Regions from separate parts of the Mus musculus genome. Here region 1 is linked to region 2. Evidence: chromatin contacts called from public promoter capture Hi-C data. All regions are on one chromosome and are shown on one strand. The core of a region is the stretch at or near the end of the contact, and the rest is flanking DNA. Distances in the headings are between cores, read along the strand shown. Region 1 overlaps Tcea1 (transcription elongation factor A (SII) 1). Region 2 holds the start of Lypla1 (lysophospholipase 1).

Evidence for each region. Promoter capture Hi-C pulls out the DNA fragments that hold promoters and counts their contacts.
Region 1: a promoter capture Hi-C map of macrophages shows a contact between it and region 2, with 8 read pairs. The contact joins the enhancer-like site here to the promoter of Lypla1 in region 2. A contact is called at or near these places in 10 of 39 promoter capture datasets (3T3-L1-derived adipocytes, the HPC-7 cell line, epiblast stem cells and 7 more), 7 of 484 Hi-C or Micro-C datasets (CD8 T cells, LSK cells, the N1E-115 cell line and 4 more), 2 of 115 datasets of contacts at active chromatin or transcription factors (both in embryonic stem cells) and 4 of 9 other capture datasets (adipose tissue, liver, macrophages and 1 more).

What each region holds. Positions count from the first base shown.
Region 1 is chr1:4,872,254-4,874,953 of GRCm38.p6, reverse strand. All of the region lies in intron 2 of Tcea1 (transcription elongation factor A (SII) 1), which reads right to left. Among named protein-coding and RNA genes, the nearest start is that of Tcea1, 16 kb to the right of the region's middle. Within about 2 kb of position 1,398, at least 17 of the 459 cell types and tissues checked have an H3K27ac peak or open chromatin away from gene starts, as enhancers often do. A contact at or near this core is called in macrophages, where this site is marked.
Region 2 is chr1:4,806,410-4,809,109 of GRCm38.p6, reverse strand. Lypla1 (lysophospholipase 1) reads right to left here and starts at 1,287. Exons shown (of 9, transcript NM_008866.3): 1 at 1,128-1,287; 2 at 624-655. The coding sequence starts at 1,196.

The sequences.
Region 1 (2,700 bases), core at 149-2,648, 66 kb before region 2:
CCTGTTGTGTCTAGTAGACACTGCTTCTTTGGAATCATCCTTTACCTGTGGTTTTTAATAATCTTTTCACTTCCCTTCCCAAGCTTTGAAAAGGGTTTGATGAGGGCGTCCCATTTAGGACTACAAAACTCACACTCTCTCTACATATTGTCCAGTTGTAGGTCTCTGTATAAATACTATCTATTATAAAAAGAACTTTCTCTGATGTGAGCTGAGTGAAATGAGGAACCGATCTTTGAGTATAGCAATGTGTGTGCCATTAGAAGTTATTACTGAGCCAGGCAGTGGTGGCGCACACCATTAATCCCAGCACTTGGGAGGCAGAGGCCGATTTCTGAGTTTGAGGTCAGCCTGGTTTACATAGCAAATTCCAGGACAGCCAGGGCTACACAAGAGAAACCTTGTCTTGAAAAACCAAAAAAAAAAAAAAAAAAAAAAAAAAAAAAAAAAAAAAAATCCTACTAGAAGAAGAAGTTGTTGTTGTTGTTATTACTGCTCTTTTAGTGAAACAATAGTATTAGGTTTTCTGCTAAGTCCATGACCTATCTCAAGTCCCTGGCCACTTATCAATTTCAAATATGGGTTTCACCTCATGAAGTGGACCTCAAGTCCAAAAAAAAAAAAAAAAAGAGTGATTCCTTCCTTCCATAAGACTTGTACCAATACTGTACAAGTGGTATTTTACAGGCAGGTCACAGGATCTGTAGCTGGGTGATACTGATATCTTTCCCCTTCAGTATCACACCAGCACCATAAACAGTAGGAGTGAAGCTTCTAGTCAGGCACCAGATCAACTTCTCCACGTCTGTTAAGTGTCTTCAGCAACAGGGTCTTAATGTCAGGTTGTAGAGAACAACATAGTAGGCTTGGCAATGGCCTGGGATGTTTGGGGGATTCCACAGGAGCCCTTTGGCCAATAACTCAACAAGATAAATGTGTTCCTGACACTGAAAGTTTGACTTGACAGGATAAGATGCCTGGTTAAGGCACTGTCTCCACTATTATTTGATGACTGCATTTAGATCCCTTTCATAAGTTATTTTAAGGAAGCATCAGTAGGTTTCCATATGGTTTTTCAGACAGCATTTAGTGTTAGTAGTCCCCCTAGTAATTCCTTTCCTCTCCCTATTTATTAAGTCCTCCTATTTTAGTTTCCTCTTTATCTCTCTTTAACACTATTTTACTTCCTTGGGAGATTTTCCCCTCCCTGGTCCCTTGCTAGGTACCTAACCTTGGTGGTTATTTGAACTGTAGCACACATATTAAAGGCTTAAAAACTAACATTCACATACCAGAAGAAACACACAATACTTGTCTTTTGGGGTCTGGGTTACCTCACTCAGGATGATTTTTCTTTTAGTTCAATCCATTTACCATTAAGTTTCATTTTCTTACCAGCTGAATACTCCATTATGTAACTGTCTTAGTCAGGGTTTCTATTCCTGCACACACGTCATGACCAAGAAGCAAGTTGGGGAGGAAAGGGTTTATCAAGCTTACATTTCCACATTGCTGTTGATCACCAAAGAAAGTCAGGACTGGAACTCAAACAGGTCAGGAAGCAGGAGCTGATGCAGAGGCCATGGAGGGATGTTCATTACTGGCTTGCTTCCCCTGGCTTGCTCAGCCTGCTCTCTTATAGAACCCAAGACTACCAGCCCCGAGATGGTCCCACCCACAAGGGGCCTTTCCCCCTTGATCACTAATTGAGAAAATGCCTTACAGCTGGATCTCATGGAGGCATTTCCTCAACTGAAGCTCCTTTCTCTGTGATAACTCCAGCTGTGTCAAGTTGACACAAAACTAGCCGGTACAGTAACTATATCTCATTTTCATTATTCATTCATTAGTTGATGGCCATCTAGGCTGTTTCCAATTTCTGGCTATTATGAATAGAGCAGTAATGAACATGGATGAGCAAGTATCTCTGTAGTAAGATGTAAAAATTCTTTGGGAATATGCCCAGGAGGCATAACTGGATCTTAAGGTAGATCTATTCTCATCTTCCTGAGAAACCTTCAAAATAATTTCTACAGTGGATGTACCAGTCTGCACCAGTAATAAATAAGTTAGCAAATGTTTGTTATTTTTTAATTAACTTTGACTGGTCTGACTATGGTAGGAGAAAATCTCAAAGTGATTTTAATTTGCATTTTCTGGATAAAGATGTTGAACATTTTTGTTTCTTAATCATTTGTGTTTTAATCTTTTGAAAACTGTTTAGCTCTACACCCCATTTTACAATTGGGTTTCTTTATGTTTAGGTATTTTTTAGTTAATTTTATATATACTAGATATTAACCCTCTGTCAAATGTATTATTGTATTCCCCATTCTTTAGGTTGACCCTCTGCCTAAATGATGATGTGCTTTGTCACACAGCTTTTTAAGTTCATGAAGTCCTATTTAGTGATTTTTGGCCTTCTATTTTTTTTTTTGTTTTTGTTTTTCTTTTTTTTTTTGGTTTTGTTTTTGTTTTGTTTTTTTGCTGAGACAGGGTTTCTCTGTGTAGCCCTGGCTGTCCTCGAACTCAGAAATTCACCTGCCTCTGCCTCCCAAGTGCTGAGATTAAAGGCATGCACCACCACAACCGGCTTGTGATTTTTGGTCTTTTTTTTTTTTTAATATTTTTTAAAGATTTATTTATTATATGTAAGTACACTGTAGCTGTCTTCAGACACTTCAGAAGAGGGCGTCAGAT
Region 2 (2,700 bases), core at 38-2,537:
TTGTAAAAGTTTGACAATCTTATACAACACAAGTTTCAGCCAGATAATCACTCAATTAAACAGAAGGCAACCCAAGGATTAATAACAGAAAATCCTAAGCTAAAGTTAGTGCTGCATAGTCCGGTCAGGGACTGGTGAAGTGTCCACACGGCACACACTGACCTCAAGTTTCTTCTCCAGAACCACAAAAGCAAAATGGGTTTGATAAGCCACCAAATTAATCTTTGAGCTGTGGCCCCACCTTCTTTGATTTTTCTCTTTTAAGGGATCATCTGCACTCTGATCTGGGACTTATGCTTCATGTTATTGCTATTTCTCTCAACAGAATCAACCGGTCTTTCTCAACCTGCTCCAAAACTGCACACTGCCTTTGCAAACATTCCACTCCTCTGGTATCCAATTCACATCCAAAGAGCAGTTAACAATTTTAACATGTTCCAGAGACAATCTCAAAGACGAGAAACTCAAGATAAGGGGGAAATTGTGGGTGTTTGTAAGCAGAAAAGCTGATCTCCTTGAGAAAATACTTGTTCCTACAATGTCAGCCTTCTTCAGCATACAACCCTTTGACCAGTAAGTAGCTGCACGACCCCATCTCCTTAGGTACTAACAATGGCACCTACCCTGTATCTCCCAATCCGTGAAGGAAAATAACCTAAAAGAGAATAAGACAAAATAAGCACACACTGGACTGTTACAGATTTTGTTAAGTTATAAAACCCAATGAAGGACCTAAAAACTTACAACAGAACACTATTCCACAAGCTATTTAATTTCTATACCCCTTCGTTTTAGCACTCAGAGGTCTCACACAGTCGGATAAAAGACAGCTGTCTCTAAAGTCAAGTCACGAAAGTCGAATTTTTTTCATCACAAAAGTTTCCGGGAGCAAAAGTTAATCTGAGCTCCTGCGGCAGGACAGACACTCCCGCTGCAGGTCGGCTGTTTCAGCACTGGACCTCGGAATTTGCTTCAGGGGTGGGGGTGAGAGTGCTAGGCAGGCAGGCGGCGCCCCGCCGGCTCCGATTCCCCGCCCGACCCCGGAGAGCCCGCGGGGCGGCGCGGACGCATCCACGCGCGGCGGCCTGGGTCTCGCTGGTGCCCCAGGCCCGGGCGCCGCCACTCACCGCGGCGGTGGCCTTCCGGGCGGCCGGCACAACGGCGGGCATCGGAGCGGACATGTTGTTGCCGCACATCCACCGGCTGGCGGACAGTGCGTCGGAAGCGGAAGGGAACTCGGGCTCCCGGCAGCCGAAAGTCCCAGCCCGCCCCTCCGGGCGCGCGCTCAGGCGCGTGCGCGCCCCCGCGCCGCCCTGCACTGTTCCTCGCGTTCGGCCCCGAGCTCGCGCCCCGATTCGGCCGCGCGTGCGCGTCATAGTGAGCCTTCCCGCACCGCGCTGGAGCAGTGCGGGCCGCTGCTAACCTCTCGCTGTCCATCCACGCCCGCAGTGCCTGGACCAGCGGCAGGTAGCAGGGACCGCTGCTGGGACCGCGGCTAGGCGGGGCGAGCTCTTGCTGTGGTCCCCTGCGCGCTTGACGCGTGACTCCCGATTTCACTTCCCCAGGCAGGTCAACGTTATTAACTAAAGGACAGGTATTCATTGAAATATAGCCGTTTTGAACACGGGGCAAAATCGCCACCCTTCTGCACAGCGCTGAATTTATTGCATATATAGTATGTATAACTGGGGAACGGTTCATGGCAAACATTTAAGGTCAAAATGTCATGACCTTCAGAAGTCTGCAATTCAGTGAGGAAACCAAATATACAGTTTTGACTGGAAAGGAGTTTGTGAACTAAGACTTAAAGACTAAAAGACTTAATTAAATTACACAGGAAAATCTAGGTCCTGAGAGATTTTGGAGTCTTATTCAAAACGGTTTTAAATCAGTCTTGCCCTTAAATATTGAAAAGTTTAAACATTCTCAAAAATGTTAAATTGATAACCCTCCCCCAAAATGGTAGTAATGTGATTCACAAGGCTTATGCCTCTATATATTTTTTGCTTTTTCGATACATGGTTTCTCTGTGTAGCCTTGGTTGTCCTGGAACTCACATTGCAGACCAGGCAGGCCTCAAACTCCTAACTCTACCTCCTGAGTGTGTTTGCCACCACACCCAGCAATGCCACTATATTTAAGTCAAACTGTTAGGTCTTTTCTTTGTGACTTTAAAAGAAAACACAACTGTCTTTAGCTCTCATTATGAACATAAAATGATCCAAGTCACTGTTAAGTAAGTTTCTCTATGATGAAATATGTAGAATTCCAGGAGCTACCATTATCTCACTAGAGAGGACAAGAATACATCAAGTTGGGGTGCCTGTCATCTGTGTCTTTTCCTATCTCAAAATCTCCAGTTCCTGCAATTTTTCTGGAGTTTTACATCCTCCAATGAGCTTGTTTCTTCTGTTCTGAATGGTTTCTTTCTTCCCTGGGTAAGGGAATGAAGTAAATATAAAATTTAGAAAAAAAATAGTTAATTATTCAGATCATGTGATTGTACAAAAGAAAAAGTAAGCCCAGTGGTGGTGGCGCACGCTTTTAATTCCAGCAGAGGCAGGTGGATTTCTGAGTTCCAGGCCAGCCTGGTCTACAGAGTGAGTTCCAGGACAGCCAGAGCTACACAGAGAAACCCTGCCTCGAAAAACCAAAAAGCCAAAAAAAAAAAAAAAAAGAAAAGAAAAAGAAAAGAAAAGA